Regions from separate parts of the Mus musculus genome. Here region 2 is linked to region 1. The links are chromatin contacts, called in public Micro-C maps. All regions are on one chromosome and are shown on one strand. The core of a region is the stretch at or near the end of the contact, and the rest is flanking DNA. Distances in the headings are between cores, read along the strand shown.

What was found. Hi-C and Micro-C count contacts between places; a contact is called where the count stands out from the background.
Region 2: a Micro-C map of embryonic stem cells shows a contact between it and region 1, with 20 times the contacts expected there. The contact joins the promoter of Gfi1 here to the promoter of Nkx6-1 in region 1. A contact is called at or near these places in 4 of 484 Hi-C or Micro-C datasets (cerebellum and embryonic stem cells).

What each region holds. Positions count from the first base shown.
Region 1 is chr5:101,660,142-101,667,914 of GRCm38.p6, reverse strand. Nkx6-1 (NK6 homeobox 1) reads left to right here and starts at 3,204. Exons shown (of 3, transcript NM_144955.2): 1 at 3,204-4,353; 2 at 5,909-6,081. The coding sequence starts at 3,681.
Region 2 is chr5:107,721,386-107,729,158 of GRCm38.p6, reverse strand. It overlaps Gfi1 (growth factor independent 1 transcription repressor), which reads left to right and starts at 4,816. Exons shown (of 6, transcript NM_010278.2): 1 at 4,816-5,435; 2 at 5,751-5,936; 3 at 7,296-7,773. The coding sequence starts at 5,321. RefSeq lists promoters at 2,995-3,229, 1,983-3,400, 4,797-5,185.

The sequences.
Region 1 (7,773 bases), core at 1,955-4,454:
TTAGGAGGTCCCCAAGGAAAAACAATCAGGAGCCCCAAGAGGGTTTGAAAGCAGCAAACCCTGGGCCCACAAGGCAGGCAGGCCCTGCCACACCCACTGCAGCTCGCCTGGAACCCCGGGCCGAAGAGTGGAGGGCAGGGTGACCTCTTCCCGACTGAGCCCAGCAGCTCACACTCCTGGGATCCTGGGGGCAGATCCCGGACAGCACCTGGCTAGAGGCACCCGCCTTTCTTCAGAGGCGGGTGGGATGAGTCGGAAAACAAGCTGCCATTGCCGCTGCCGCTGAAGAATTTAGACACCCCTTAAGGATCGAGGTACACAGTCCCCATCATTTTTTATTGTTAGAATTGGGAATCATACTATTTAAATTATGAATTATGAATGACAGAGACTCAACGGATGAGATGTCTTCATTTCAAAACCAGCTTTGTAACTACGGAGCACAGTTAAGTTGGAGTTGACTCTCTCTCTCTCTCTCTCTCTCTCCTCCCCCTTCCCCACTTTCTCTGTCTTTCTCTGTGTCTCTGTCTTTCTCTTTGTCTATCTCTCTGTCTTTCTCTGTCTCTCTGTCCCTGTGTGTCCTTCTCTGTCTTTCGCTGTGTCTCTGTCTGTCTCTCTCCGGTCTATTTTCTTTTTTGACACCCCCTCCCCAATACCAGATACTAAATTCTCAATAGAAAAAAAAACCGATCAATTTACCAACCCATTCCCCATTACAGTAACTACAAAGATAGCTACTTTTGAGGAAAGAACTTCCAATACACTTAGGTTCGGTTTTCTCGGTTCCTACCTAGTCCCTTTCCCGGTGGACATGAGCAGATCGCAGGAGGCCCAAAATTCGAGCTCTGGCTGATCGTGTGCCACGGAGGAAATGCTGGGTCCGAGTGAGAGTAGTTTGTGAGGAAGCCAGAGGCATTGAAATTCCAGCGGCAGAAACAGAGCCGGGGCTTGCCCGCCACTGTCCGCTTCACGAAATTGGCTGGCTGCTCTTCTCGGGTTTAGGTAGCAGAGGGCTGGCGTGGAAGCGCAGACAGCACCCACTTTAGCTCTCCCCGGAGCCTAGAGACTGGCAGGCCGCTTAGCATATCTCCCACCCGTGCAGAGCCCCACCTTTTCCAGGGTCAGATCTAAACTCTACGGAATGATGGCAATAACCAAGTCTTGAAGTTAATAAAGATGGGAAAGCCAGAGGAAGACAAATATCATCTTCCCCACCCCCGACTCTGAGCGAATGAAAGGAGCAGGCGATGATTAACCCCTAGGCTTTACTCTCACACGTCAAACTCAACCTCAAGTTGACAACACTCAAGCTTTGGAGAAGTAAGGGGACCGACCAGTTTAAGGCCTCCTGCTTGACATTCAGAGTCAAACTCCCTGGCGCTGCTCAGTTTTAATTCCTGGGTCATTTATCGCCTATTTCTGTTTTCTGAACCTTAAATTTGGACTCAATAATATGATGCAAATCTCTGCTGTGACACTTCCCGCCCCCCCCCCCCCCACTGGTGTATCAACTGCCCGATTTCTCAAGATCGACCAAAGAGGTTTTTTCCTTGGTTTTGGTCAACCCTGAGCAGACCTTAAAGATCGGCCAGAGGGAGCAAAGCCCTTTTGACCATCGCTCCCAATGTCAGCCTAGAAGTCGGTCGTCTCTAGTTTACTCAACTACCCGAGTTGAGAGCTTGACCAGACTTTCCAACAGTTACCTGTCTTCCCCCGAGGTATTCCTCTATCTAAAGTTGTCCTGTGAATTTTAGTGATCCTGCCTCATAAATCCAACTAATAATAATAGAGGGAGGATTTTAAAAAAATAATTATCTCATTTCTGTTAGGTTTAGACACCACGCAGGAGATAAATATTCTCATTAAGCTGATTTCATCCCCAGAGTACTGAGCCCCCTCATAAGTGATAATGATCTAGGGAGTGGGAGAGCGAAGACAAGAACGGAGAAAGAACAGAAAAGAGCAGGAGACGGAAAGATGGTGAAGGGTGACCCTTAGGCCTGCGAGGGGTTTAAAAACATCTACGGGCTTAAGGAACAACAAATCAATTTACACGATTCTGGAAGAGCCCAGAGGGCCTTTAATTAATCCCTTCAAAAGAAGGAAGTCGGCCTGGGATATGCCTCCTGCCTGCTCCATTAGCTCCCTTTTCGCAAGGGTCCAGACACCGTTGGAGGTGGGCGCCGCGCGCGAGCTGGGGGAGGATGACGCGAGCTGGCGTGGGCGGAAGAGCCGCACTTAAACTGCTTTTCCATAGAAGGGCTGGATTTTCATTATTCCTCTCTTTAAAAAGTAATGCCCTCTTCGTCCCTGCTCCCTCCTTCTCCTTTCCATTTTATTTTGCACGATTAGTTGAGCCGGCCGCTGGCTCTAGACTGGAACCACTCTTTTCGCCAGGCCCCTCCCCTCTTGGCTCCGCCCAAGTGAAGCTGGGGCGGGGACTAGGAGGGCGCGTCCTTATGGCTCCCTAGTCTCAGCCAATCAAAAGGTGTGGCGCTCCCAGGTGGGCGTGTTCTAGGAGCGACGCCTTGCCCAAGCTGAGCGCTATTGGAGGCGGTGTTTACGCCCAGGACCCGGGCCCCGCTCCTCAGTCCCGCCCCGCCGAGCCGCCCCGGAATGACGTCCTCGAAAGTTCTCATTTTGGCCCCCCACCTCCCCTCCCTTGCGTCCCCCAGCTAAAGAGAGGCAGGGAGGGGTGCAAATATTTTATTACCTTTGAGAGCTTCATCCGAACTGTCAGGCCCAGAGGGAGAGAGGAGAGAAGGGAAGAGCCGCCGAGAGGGTCAGTTTGGCCAGAGGACAGGGCTTGGAAGAGCCAAGCCTGGAAAGCCAAGGAGAAATGCCAGAGAGGCAAGAGAAAGGCGGAGAGTGAGAGGAAGAGAGGGCGCCAGGGGGTGGGACGGGGGGGGGTCTCCCGGCCGGCTTGCAGAAGAGGACGGACGATCGGAACCGGCCCGTCAGACTTTTTCCATACTTAGGTTTATTTTCTTTTATCCTTTTCGATCCGGCTAGTCCGGCGCCGCGTGGCTCGGAGGGGAAGTAGGCTCGTGGGCGCACCAAGTCCCCAGCCGCCGGAGCGGTGTCACTGACTGCCCTTTCTGGCGCAGTAACGCCGGGCCCGAGGCAGTGGCGGGCGCGATACCCGCGCCGGCCGTTTGTGCTCTGTCCCCCGGGCGAGCGGTGAGTGCGACTCAGCAGCGCGGCCGCCGGGAGAGCGGAGCGTCCGAGCGAGATCAGAGGCGCGCACCGGGCGGAACGCCGCCCGCTTTGAAGCTCCCCCAGGCGAGCGAGCCGGCCCCCGCCCTCCTACATCAAAGCGAACGCTCCGCGCCTCCCAACCTTGTTGCAAACTCTCTGGGTCGGCTGCGGGGTACGTCTTGCTGATTTCCCGCGGGGGTGGAGAAGATGAGAAGCAGAGCGCTCTGAGCCGGGAACGAGGGACCAGCGCCTGGGATCGAATCCGGGACTCCCGAAGCCGAGGAAGCGCTGAGCCCGCCCGCGCCCCCGCAGCCCTCGCCCCTGCCGCCTCCCGCGGGGCGTTTGGACATTTTTGCTGCGCAGCTCCCGGAGCCCGCGGCCGATCCACACTTCGCTTGCGCGCGCCCCCGGCACCTCGGGTTCTCCCGAGCCCCGGCGGGGCCACCGACCTGCGTGGCTGCGGGTTCGGGTCTGGCTGTGGGATGTTAGCTGTGGGGGCGATGGAGGGCCCTCGGCAGAGCGCGTTCCTGCTCAGCAGCCCGCCCCTGGCCGCCCTGCACAGTATGGCCGAGATGAAGACCCCGCTCTACCCCGCCGCTTATCCCCCGCTGCCCACCGGGCCCCCCTCCTCCTCGTCCTCGTCCTCCTCGTCCTCGTCGCCCTCCCCACCTTTGGGCTCACATAACCCGGGCGGCTTGAAGCCCCCGGCCGCGGGGGGCCTCTCGTCCCTGGGCAGTCCCCCGCAGCAGCTTTCGGCGGCCACCCCACACGGCATCAACGACATCCTGAGCCGGCCCTCTATGCCGGTGGCCTCGGGGGCCGCCCTGCCCTCCGCCTCGCCCTCCGGGTCTTCCTCCTCCTCCTCCTCGTCCGCCTCCGCCACCTCGGCCTCTGCGGCGGCCGCCGCCGCCGCTGCTGCTGCCGCCGCTGCCGCCTCGTCGCCCGCTGGGCTGCTGGCCGGCCTGCCCCGCTTCAGCAGCCTGAGCCCTCCGCCACCGCCGCCCGGGCTCTACTTTAGCCCCAGCGCCGCGGCTGTGGCCGCCGTGGGCCGGTACCCCAAGCCCCTGGCCGAGCTGCCCGGTCGGACGCCCATCTTCTGGCCCGGAGTGATGCAGAGTCCGCCGTGGAGGGACGCGCGCCTTGCCTGTACCCCCCGTGAGTACTATGGGAGGGGAGGGTGGGTCCCTGCCTTCTAAGTCTGCTCTCGGGTCGTGAAGCACACAGTGCCCCTGCGGGCGGTCAGTCTCCTGGCCGCCACACTAGTTTGGAAGTTCCGGGACAGCACGCCGTTGGCTGGGCCCCTGCAGGCGAGCGAGGGACTCGCGCTTTCCTGGGCTCGCCGAGGCTCATGCAGGCCTGGGCTCCACCAACGAGAATGCGTCTGGACAGAACACAGCGCAGCAAGCGAGCTTCTGTCTGGGCTGTTCTTGAACCTGGCCAGCTCTGGGTCAGATGGATGGAAAGCGGGAAAAGGCCTCCGCACCCCTTCCTTTCTGGCTCCTTCCTGCCATGCTCGCCCGTTCCTTCAGTAGTCTGACCCTTGTTTTCGGCAAACCCGCGAGGGTAGGCAAGGCAGCTGGCTATCTACCTCCTCGAGAAAAGCAGACTTTTGCTTGCACACACCCTCCCTGGTTGTCTCCAGCTCACCTTTTCTCCCAGCTCCCTCGCCCACTCCCAGTGCACTTGTCCAGAATGACCTGTGCCAGCGGTTCCCAGAACTAGGCTGTTGTCATTGATGGACCCGGGTCTTCCCTACTCCTGAATCCCAGGGCCCTGGTCACTGAAGGGGCATTGACACTCAACAGACTAACTCAAGAGAGGACATGATGAGAAATATACATGTGCAGGACACAGACCAGTAAAATGTAGCCTCCAAACGCTCTGGGTCAATTCAGCTGTCCCAAGGTCTGGACAGACAATTCTGGCTAGTGGGTCACAGCTCCTAGATAGAAGGCTCCTTCCCCCCTCCCCCCAGGTGGCGCCCAGGGCCCGGCTCAACTCTGTTCTTTGCTGACGACCAAGTCCCTGAAGTCAGTCCAGGTTCTCTGGACCTCCTTGCCTGAGATTTAGCGGCAGTAACTTGACTAACGGGAAACTATGTCAGGCTCTATGTGGGAAGGCGATTCCTCAGAGCTATTGAAATGTCTGAGAGACACTATTGTATCCTTGATTGTAGGGATTGCCAGACCTGTGTCTCCTCTGGTCTCTTCTCCAGCCCGTAAGGGCCTCAAACTTTAAGAGTTATGTCCTAAAGTGCTCAAAATACAAGGAGCCCTTTATTGCTCAGCACAGGTTAGGGAAGTGGCCAAGGAAAACAAAACAAAATATAAAATTTAAAAAGTTAGTTTACCTTCACACCAAACCACTTATCTGCTCAGAGACTGACATGGGGAGGCGAGGGTGGCCTTTCTCATGCTCTCCTGCTTAGTGTAGGAGGGTGTCCCCTTTCTGCCCTGTACTCTTTAGCAGTGGCCTCCCTAGCCATTGGCACGATGGTTAAGCACAAAGTATTTATTGCTACACCAACCGTACCTTGGTTGGAGAAAAGTAGCTGGCAAAAGGTAGCGCAGGGGTGGCGCAGGACACAGATCAAGGATTGTTGCTCTTTTGCTATCAAAGCACAGTTTTGCTAATTCGCTCCCCTCTCCCGCCTCCCGTGGAGCACGGTAACGAGTTGTTTCTTCCTTCCTCTTGTTGTCGGTCCTCGCAGATCAAGGATCCATTTTGTTGGACAAAGATGGGAAGAGAAAACACACCAGACCCACGTTCTCTGGACAGCAAATCTTCGCCCTGGAGAAGACTTTCGAACAAACGAAGTACTTGGCAGGACCAGAGAGAGCACGCTTGGCCTATTCTCTGGGGATGACGGAGAGTCAGGTCAAGGTGAGTGGACCTTTGACACCTCCTGGGATGGCTTCCTTCGCACGTGCACGAACGTCTGAGTCAGTATTTTTCCCCTTACTAAACTAACAAATTGGGCTGAGATGGGTGGGGGTGCGCACCGAGGAGCCTGGGGAGAAGTGGGGAGCGGGGAGAGAGTTGGGGGTTGCCCAGGCCCTGGAGTCTTTTGGAGGCAAACTATTGGTGAACAAAAGATATCAAGTCCCGCCTTAGAAATTAGGCTAATCTAGACAGCAGCCTGTGCTGGGAAAACGCGCCTTTATCAGAGAATAAAAGCATTAAGGAATATCCCGGAGAACAGATAGAGCCGATTAGAAAGCTCGGTTTGCTTTATTTGTAAAGACACTCAAGCCATTGTTTGTCAATTCAGGCCCTAGTTAGATATAAAATTTCTTATCGGGGATCAGCAGTACAGCGCTTCTATAGTGATTTGTAGATGAGAGAGAGAGAGAGAGAGAGAGAGAGAGAGAGAGAGAGAGAGAGAGAGAGAGAGAAGAATTCAGTGGAACTTAACAGCGATAAAACTTGCTTTTTGGCTCAGATAAAAATGATTGTTTGGAATAGTAATTTTGCAAATGAGCCGACAAGATTATTAGTGTATTGAATAAGATTGAATTCCGTTTAAAGCAAGTTTATTCGCAAAATTAAGATACTGCAGCTTATGACAACAATTTGTAATTAAGATGTCACTCTGCTTATAATTGAGTTGTATAGTGCATTTCTAGGGAACCAGATTTTAGAAATCTGCCCCTGAAAATAATATTGAGCCGGCTGGGTAAATTCAGTATGTTGGTTTCCTAGTTTTCTCTGGTCTCTTTTGTCCTCTCTCTCTCTCTCCCTCCCCCTCTCTCTCTCTCTCTCTCTCTCTCTGGATGTGCATGGGGGGGGGTGTCTGCTTTCTTTAGTTATATTGTTGCTCATTAAGGAGCGATATCATTAAATCTTCCACTGCAGGTTTACTTTCTTGCTAGCCAAGTGGCACACAATATATTTCAGCTGAGACTTTTCATGTGGCCATTAGAAAACCATCACATTCAAAATTATTTTTGCAGTGGGTGGCTAGAGAGCCTACCACCTTAATCTGAGGGTGTTCATTTGTCACCATAAATATGTCCGTATGGCTAGAAGTGAATTATTATAGCAATATAAAGAAAATCACTTTCTTAACAATTCTGATTTTCGGGAAAAATACATAACAGATGAGAGGCATAAAAGGAGGGAAATTCAACATCTTCAGAAAGATGGTTGTTTACAGCAATTCTTCAGATTAAAACGCATGTGTCAGACCCATGTCAAATATCATGAACAGGTTGAACATATCTGTATTTCAAATAAATGTCTTAGGCAGCAGCAACATGCCGCTAATGTTTGGGGAAAAAAGGCAATATTGTAACAGAAAATAACACAACTCCGAAACTTTTCTATTTTAAAAAACAGCAAATGGTGATGTTTCAGCTTTGGTTTTATGAGTAACCTTGAGGGCGGGGAAAGATGGTCAAAGCATCTTCCCCAGCATGATGATAATTCTGGCTCAGATCTTAAATATTTTCATGCCTCTGCGATTGTTGCTACGGGTATATTGAAATTTTCATTATATCTAGAAAACTTCAGATCACACACACCTTAAGTTTGGTGGAGAGGAGAGGAGTATTTACCACCAAAGTTAGCACGGAT
Region 2 (7,773 bases), core at 3,567-6,066, 6.1 Mb before region 1:
AATCTGTGAAGAGGAACACTGAAGGACTTCCCCACCGCCATTCTGCAGTGCAGGCTGATTGATGGTTGGACTCCTGGTGAGAAACAGCTGGCAAAATTGATCTAGCTTGCCCATGGTCATGGGTTGGGTTTTGGCAGAACACAGACTGATAATCATATCTACCTTCAAAGTCATGAAGCCCATTTCCCTCCTGGTAACATCTCTGAGCAACTCAAAAGAGGCAAACACTACCAGAATGCATGCTGGGAGTGCGAGTAGCGCCCTCTCTGGGCTTTCCCAAGCCCCAGTCTTCCCAAACCCTGCAAGAGAACATTATAGATAGCCTTCCCATGGAAAAAAATAAGTAGCCAGGATTAATATCATCTCATCATCTTTATTCACATTTCAAGTCTTTTGTTGTTTATGTGTGGCCTTCCTGCCTCGGCCTCTCAAGTGCTCAGGAGATTTCCGTCAAGTGAGTACCCATCGTCTTTATCAATAGCTATGCGAGATGGTCCTGCAGATAAATAGGTGACTAGCAAATAATGTTTGGAAGGTGAGAGTATTTGGCATTAGGCATCTACAGGTGCATTATTAATATTACTTTAAAAAAAACCCAGTATACTGCTTGAAAACAGTGAATGCAATGGGTTCTCATTCACCTTCCTGCTCTCAATCAATCTCCATCTCTAAAGCAAGAAGCGGGGCCCTTCTGGCTGAGCGAGGGGTAAAGGGAGGGGTAAAGGGAGGGGTAAAGGGAGGGGAAGAGATCTCCTGGCACCTTGGTTCTCTCTTTACCTCCAGTTTAGCAATAAAATAAGCAAGAGGCATGTGAGACTGCTGAGCCTGAGAGACAGGTCTTCCTAACATCTCTGAGCCTGGCTCCCTGCTCCTCCTTGTAAACCTCTTAACCTTTCTGGGTCCCCTTCTCCCTTCCCTGCCTTCCTCCTATGCTCCCCAAGTATGGGAATCACTCCCCAACACCTCGATATATCTCAGAGATGTCCCATCCTCACTTACTAACTGCTTTGATGTGTATTTACTTAGTTTAATCACGGGATTCAACAACCATCTGCCTCTGACCTGCTCCAGTTCTTACTGGTCAAGTCAGAAATCCCAAGAGGCCACAACAGCAAGTAGAAAGTGAGATGATTAGGGTTAGTCAGAGAAGGGCTTAGTGTTCAGTGCTGGTGCCTTCACAGAGCCTCCAGCAGCACTTAAACTGCTCACTAGTCACAGAGCCTAGGTGGGAAAATTTGACTGAGCTTCTATTGAAAACAAAAACAAAAACAAACAAAAAAAACTGTTTTACTCTATGTTTTGCTTAATAAGAAATTTAATTGTATTATTCTTTTTAATTTTCTTTTGAATTTTTTATTTTCCCTGTTAAAAAGAATAGAAGATAACAAGGTAAAGATTTGCGTTGGGACTATTTTGAGATAGTCACAACAGGACACGACAAAGCACACAATAAGTGAATTGTTCATAGAATATGCCGTTAGCTAATACAGTGTGTGCAGCCCCTCTAAAATTGCATGCCTCTGCATTCATCTATAAAGAAAGGGTGTGTTGAGAATCCTGCATCTGAGGACTGGTTAACAGACAGGATGTGTGTCATAGCACATAGCAGTGATATATAGGCCCTATGGATAAAATGCCAAATTTATTAAAAATCTTAAAGAAATGCTATGCTAGTCAAATATTTTGCATAAATTCAGATTTTTTTTACAGTTAAAAATATCACTGACTTTTTTTCCCCACAGAAAGGGCTTTTTCTTATAACGATTTTGACTAATCTAAACTATAATAGTTGCAGGGCTAGTTCATTGTCAGGTGCGTGGCGAAAGAGTGCAAATCCCGGGGGTTCTTTCTTCAGAATCAACGAGGCAATACACTTGAACATGTATGTTTTTGTAATCTGCGGGGCATCACCCGTCCTCCAGGATCTCATTTCATAATTTTGGTTCACGAAATAACGCTCAAAATCCAGCCCAACTCATTTGGAAGAGGACTGTGCTGACAATGGCTTCACCCCTGCGAGGAGAGGGTGCACACCCACAGACACACAGCACAATAGTGGTTGGATTTTTTATTTGCAGAAGAGTGAGGTTTGAGCTCCTCTCCCCGCCCTGCCATCAATAGTGTTAATCCCACGCCTCCATTGAGGGCAAGACCACGGTGGGCATTATTCTGAAGCCTTCATTTTGCAATGACTCCAAAAGTCCACATGGCCTAGTACCCTGCTGCAGCCCCAGGCGCCACGCCTCCCACCCCACCCCAACCTGGACCAAGCAAGACTCAGCTGAGCCGCAGCTCCGAAGTCGCCTTTAATTTCCCAGCTCCGACCACCGGAAGCGAGCGCGAGGCGGGGGCCGGGTGGGGAGGACGCGCCCACCGATGCCGCCGGCGCCCGCGGGACGCGCCACCAGCCCGGCCCTTGTTCGCTGGGCTCGACGCTCGCCCACCTCTTCCAAATTTAACCGTTACCTAAATCCGAAGGGAAATGAGCAAACCTCTGGGATTGGGTGTCAAGGTATTTTCAGCTTCGTTGGGCGTATTTATCCTCAAGTGTTTCCACAACAAGTTATTTCGGGGCCCGAGGCGCAGGTTTCTTTCTGCGGACGCGGTGGCCAGTGGCCGGACTCCAGGCCGGTGGCACCGGGGTCCGGTGATTCACGGCCGCGATCGGGGCGATGCTGCCCAAACAGTCGACAGGATTGGGGTGCCCACGGGAGCCGTGCGAGCTGCCTGCTACCAGCGCCCGCAGCTCCTGTCAATCTGTGTCCTGAATCTGTGACTTCTCGCTGCGGAAGTCTCCAGGAGCCAAGAATACTTCGATTTTCTTTCTAGTCATTTCTAGTGCTGATTTCTCAGACATCCCGGGGACTCTATAGATAGCCCCGCGATCCCACAGACAAACAAATTGGGGGCTGCTCAGGGGTGCCCAAGGAGTTGGCAAGGATACCCCCTTCCTGTCACCTCCTGACCCCTTGCGCAAAGGAGGCTCGTGGCCCGCTGTCCCACTGGGGGATGGGGCTGGGGTTGAGAAGGCTAGTGAGCGCCTCTAACGCTCAGGAAGTGAAGTTTGTGGTTTTGGGGGCTGAGCTCCGAAGGAGATTAAAAAAAAAAAAAAAAAAAAAGTCAGAGAGACAGATCAGTCTCTCCCGAAAGCAAGATTCAGTTTGCACACTCTCAGAGCTCGGTGCCCGCGCCCTGACCCCGAAGGTAGGTTTGCTGAACTGCTGTGCCTCCCGCTCAGGCGGGGGTGGCCTCGAGGACTGGTAGGAGTACATTGACACTGTGGGGACGTCCCGAGGGCGCAGGCGGGTCCCCACCTGCTGCAGAGCATCGGCTGCTGGGTTCTGGAGCCACCCAAGCGGTGGAGCGAAAGATCTGGAATAGAGGGGCACACAGTTTAGCGGTTAGATAGCAGAGTGGGATCCACGCAGGAAGAAAACATCTGGTGGGCATGTGGCGGCAGCGGGCTTCTGGAGGCCTCCTTCTGAGCGCCTTGCCTTCAGCTCCCGAATTTCCAGCCTCAGATGACCAGGGGAAGCCTGGCGGGCCGCTGTGCCAGGAGCGTGCCGCCCCGCCCCCTGGACGCCAGCTGCAGCACGAGGTTGCCTTCCCACGCGCTGGGCCTCCTTGCCATCCCCTTACCCCTCCTACCCGGAACCCAGCAAAGCCCTCCGAAGCGTAGGTTTGTGGCCTGGGCGAGGACGCCACCTCTGTGTCTACCCTGTCCCGCGTGGTGCTGACGCGCAGACCCAGCGCGGGACCAGACAGCCCTGCTTCCCACGGGTCCCGTTCTTGGCTATCGCAGGACCGAACCTCATCGAGGCCTCCAGAACTCTTGCCCTGTTTTCTTGCTCTTCATGCTTGCTTTAAGAATTGTCCTCTGGTTGGAGCGTCTGGCTGTACAGACAGGGAGTGCGGGAAAATTAAAGCGCCGGAGCCTGGGTTCTGGGAGCCAAACCCGACCAAGGCGTGTGACTATACATTATGACTGGGAATCTGAAGCAGGAGTCCTTGGGCTCCTTTTAAGTGGGTACAACAGGGTGTGTTCTGTACGCGCTCCTGGGGGGGGGTGGCGAAGAGGCTCGGGTTCCTCAGTCTGAACTGCACGAAGCCCAAAGACCCGGGGCGTGCGCCGGCCTGTGCCCCAGTCTTTGAGCCCGCCGCCGCCGTTCAGCCTCTATTGCCTTGGACCTTGGAGGCAGGCGGATTCGTTTCACCCTAGGCCTCCCTAGGGTCGCCCCCGGAGCGGGCCAGGAGCTGGGACGCAGTCTCAGCCCCGCCTCCTGCAGGGCTCAGGTTTCGACCCGAGATTAGGTGAACTGATTGGGGGTTAAAGAGAGCGACGCCAGCTCTCGGTCATGCTCAGGGACCCTGGCCTCCTGGCCAGGCCTTCTGGCCACTGCTCACTCGTGCGCGCTCCGGTTTCATCTTGCTGGCCCGCGAAGTCGTTGGCACTCATTAAATTTGGGCACCGCGTGTTTGCCAGTAAGCACGCAGTTTAAACTCAACTTCCCTAGGACAAGATTTTTGGTGAGCAGATCAGAAAATAATTCTTTCTGGGACTTAGTTTCTGAAGCAAGGCCTACAGGTCTGGAATGTTTCTCAGTGGTCGCCGTCCTGGCCGGTGCCACACCACTATTCCAGTGGGCGTTTCTCCTGGGACAAGTGTTGGTCCTTTGCCACTCCCACCTCACTTTCCTGTGCCTCTGGCTTCCTGACTTCTGCTCCAGCCACTGCAGCACATAGTCCCTAGGCAAACCAGTCCCTAGTACGCCCCTCTTTCGCTTCTGTTCGTCGCGGGGCTCCTGGAGGTTTTGGCTCCAAGCCCCTTCCGGGTCCCAAACACTGATGCCCCCTGACTGGCTAAACTAAGCCACGCATCCCTGGCGTGAGCCACAACCCAGAAGGGAGCAGGTGGGCTTGCAGGGTTGACTTGGGATAACGGACCAGTTGTGGACTACTGCTCTCAGGAGAGTGATGATCTAGCTTTGGTAGGGAAGGGGAGGGGCTGAGGCGTGGGCAGGGCAGAGCAAAGGGACCAGAGCCAGAGCCTGGGGACAGGTTTTACCACTGAGCTGTTGCAGTGGCGGCGGAGGCCGGGATTCGTGCCACCTGTCCGAGTGCCACCTGGTGAGCGTGGCGCCTGGGTCCAGGCCCCTCCTCCCGCGGCTTCCCTCTCTCCTCCCTGGCCCACACTCTTCCTTGGCCTGGGAACCTACCACAACCGCCATCGGTGCTGACCCTCGTTTCCACCCAATTTTCCCCCTTCTCTCAGAACTCAGAGTATCCGAGGGTCCAAACATTCGTCCAGCGGCTGACCACCATGCCGCGCTCATTCCTGGTCAAGAGCAAGAAGGCGCACAGCTATCACCAGCCGCGTTCTCCGGGGCCGGACTACTCCCTGCGCCTGGAGACCGTGCCTGCGCCGGGCAGAGCAGGTGCGAAGCGCGCAGAGGCCGGGTAGGGCAGCTGCCGAGGACACCGACTCTGCTCCAAGCCACCTCGTTTCCTAGGAATCGGGGGAGGCTATCCTAACGCCCCTCGGGTGCTTTTTTGTTTTTGTTTTTGTTTCCCGGTGCTCAGATTTGCTGAGCTTGCCAGAGATGCCCCTGGCGCTCGCAGTCGGCTCTTGAATTCGGGAGGGAGGGCTCCCGGTTGGGTCAGAGTGGACAGAGGAGGACACGGGCGCCACGGTGGAACCACTTCAGTTCGGCCAGGTTTAGGTTTATTTCTCTCCTGAATCTTTTCCGCAGAGGGCGGCGCTGTGAGTGCAGGCGAGTCGAAAATGGAGCCCCGAGAGCGTTTGTCCCCCGACTCTCAGCTTACCGAGGCTCCCGACAGGGCCTCCGCGTCCCCCAACAGCTGCGAAGGCAGCGTTTGTGACCCCTGCTCCGAGTTCGAGGACTTTTGGAGGCCCCCTTCTCCCTCCGTGTCTCCAGGTAAGCCTTGATTCGAGGTCTTGTGGCAGAGTTCTGGAGTCGCAGCACGGAGGGAAGCCCGCACAAGGGATGCAGAGGGTCGGCCTAGGGATCTGGCTCCTAAGGGAACAGGGTTCAGGGGAGGCATCCAGCTTTTGTGCTGGACACCTTGCCCAAAGTGTCCTCTGCCTCCTTCTAAGTCCCTTAGCTCCAGGCTGGCCCTTAATTCGTTTGCCTGGAACTAACAGGCGAGGTCAAACGAACTGGTCCTTCTCTGGCTGGCATTTCTTTTATGTCCAGAATTCATTGTTTAGAAATTGTCAGATCCCAGAATCCAGGACCCAGACCTGAATACTTCAAACAAGAGACCTGGGCAGTCTGAGCGGTACAGAGCTGGGCACCACACTGGAGTGCAAGGCTGCTGCTGAAAATCTCAGCTCGCTGGCTCTGTCTTCAAAAGTTTCATTTTCTCCCCTTCTGCTAAGAGGGCCCAGGCAGGGGCACCAGCATGCTCGGGCTCATTTCCAGGGAGCAATTGACTAGAGTTGATGGGGGTGGGGTGGGGGTGGGGTGGGGGTGGAGGTGGGGGGGGATATCTCGGGTCACAGCAGAAGTAGAAAGGAGACCAATCCAAATTCTACTAAGAGCAGGCTATTTCCCTTTCACACTATTAGCTCATTCACCCCCACAAGCAGAGGGTTGGTTCTTCCTAGCTGTGTGACCAAGCTGCTATGGGACAGGTCCGCCCAGAATGGAGTGTGCATTTACTTGCATTCATTCAATATCCAATTTTAGCAAAATTCACGTGTGTGAAGGGAGAGGAGTTCTTCTGAAGGTAGTGTAATTTTTAACTGTAATTTTTCATCAGAAATTTATCAGGGATGGGCATACTTCGCGCCCTTGTCTGCTGCCCCTTGCGTCATAGCTTTGAGAAATCTTGGGGACATTCCAGTTTGTTTAGTCTGATACTCCTAGATAACCTGGACTCAACGTGGATCGGCCTTCTCCGTTCTTCCTAATCTATTGCAAAGAGAAAGGAATTGAGTAGAGGAGTACTTGAAAGGAGTCAGGACCCTAGACCTAAGTTCTCCTGTCTGTCTCAATCTTTCTAGCAGGTTCTGGGGACTGGGGGTGGGTGGGGTCCAGCCAGAGAACCATCAAAACGAATTTACCCACCTCTTCAACCTGTATCATTTTAAGTATCACTTTACTGCTCTGTCACTGGTCCTGGAAGCCCCGCGGGCCTACCTGAGTTTCACCCCGGGTGTCGGGGGTACTTGGCTTTCTAATCAGCTAGGGCGCCTGACAATAGTGATGGTGCACTGCGGGCTCCGCCCAGCAGCCTCGAACTTGACTCAATGGCCTCCTGTGCCTTCACAGCGTCGGAGAAGTCACTGTGCCGCTCTCTGGACGAAGCCCAGCCCTACACGCTGCCTTTCAAGCCCTATGCATGGAGCGGTCTTGCTGGGTCTGACCTGCGGCACCTGGTGCAGAGCTATCGGCAGTGCAGCGCGCTGGAGCGCAGCGCGGGCCTGAGCCTCTTCTGCGAGCGCGGCTCGGAGCCGGGCCGCCCGGCAGCGCGCTACGGCCCCGAGCAGGCTGCGGGCGGAGCCGGTGCGGGACAGCCAGGGAGCTGCGGGGTCGCCGGGGGCGCCACCAGCGCTGCGGGCCTGGGGCTCTACGGCGACTTCGCGCCTGCGGCGGCCGGGCTGTACGAGCGGCCGAGCACAGCAGCAGGCCGGCTGTACCAAGATCATGGCCACGAGCTGCACGCGGACAAGAGCGTGGGCGTCAAGGTGGAGTCGGAGCTGCTTTGCACCCGTCTGCTGCTGGGCGGCGGCTCCTACAAATGCATCAA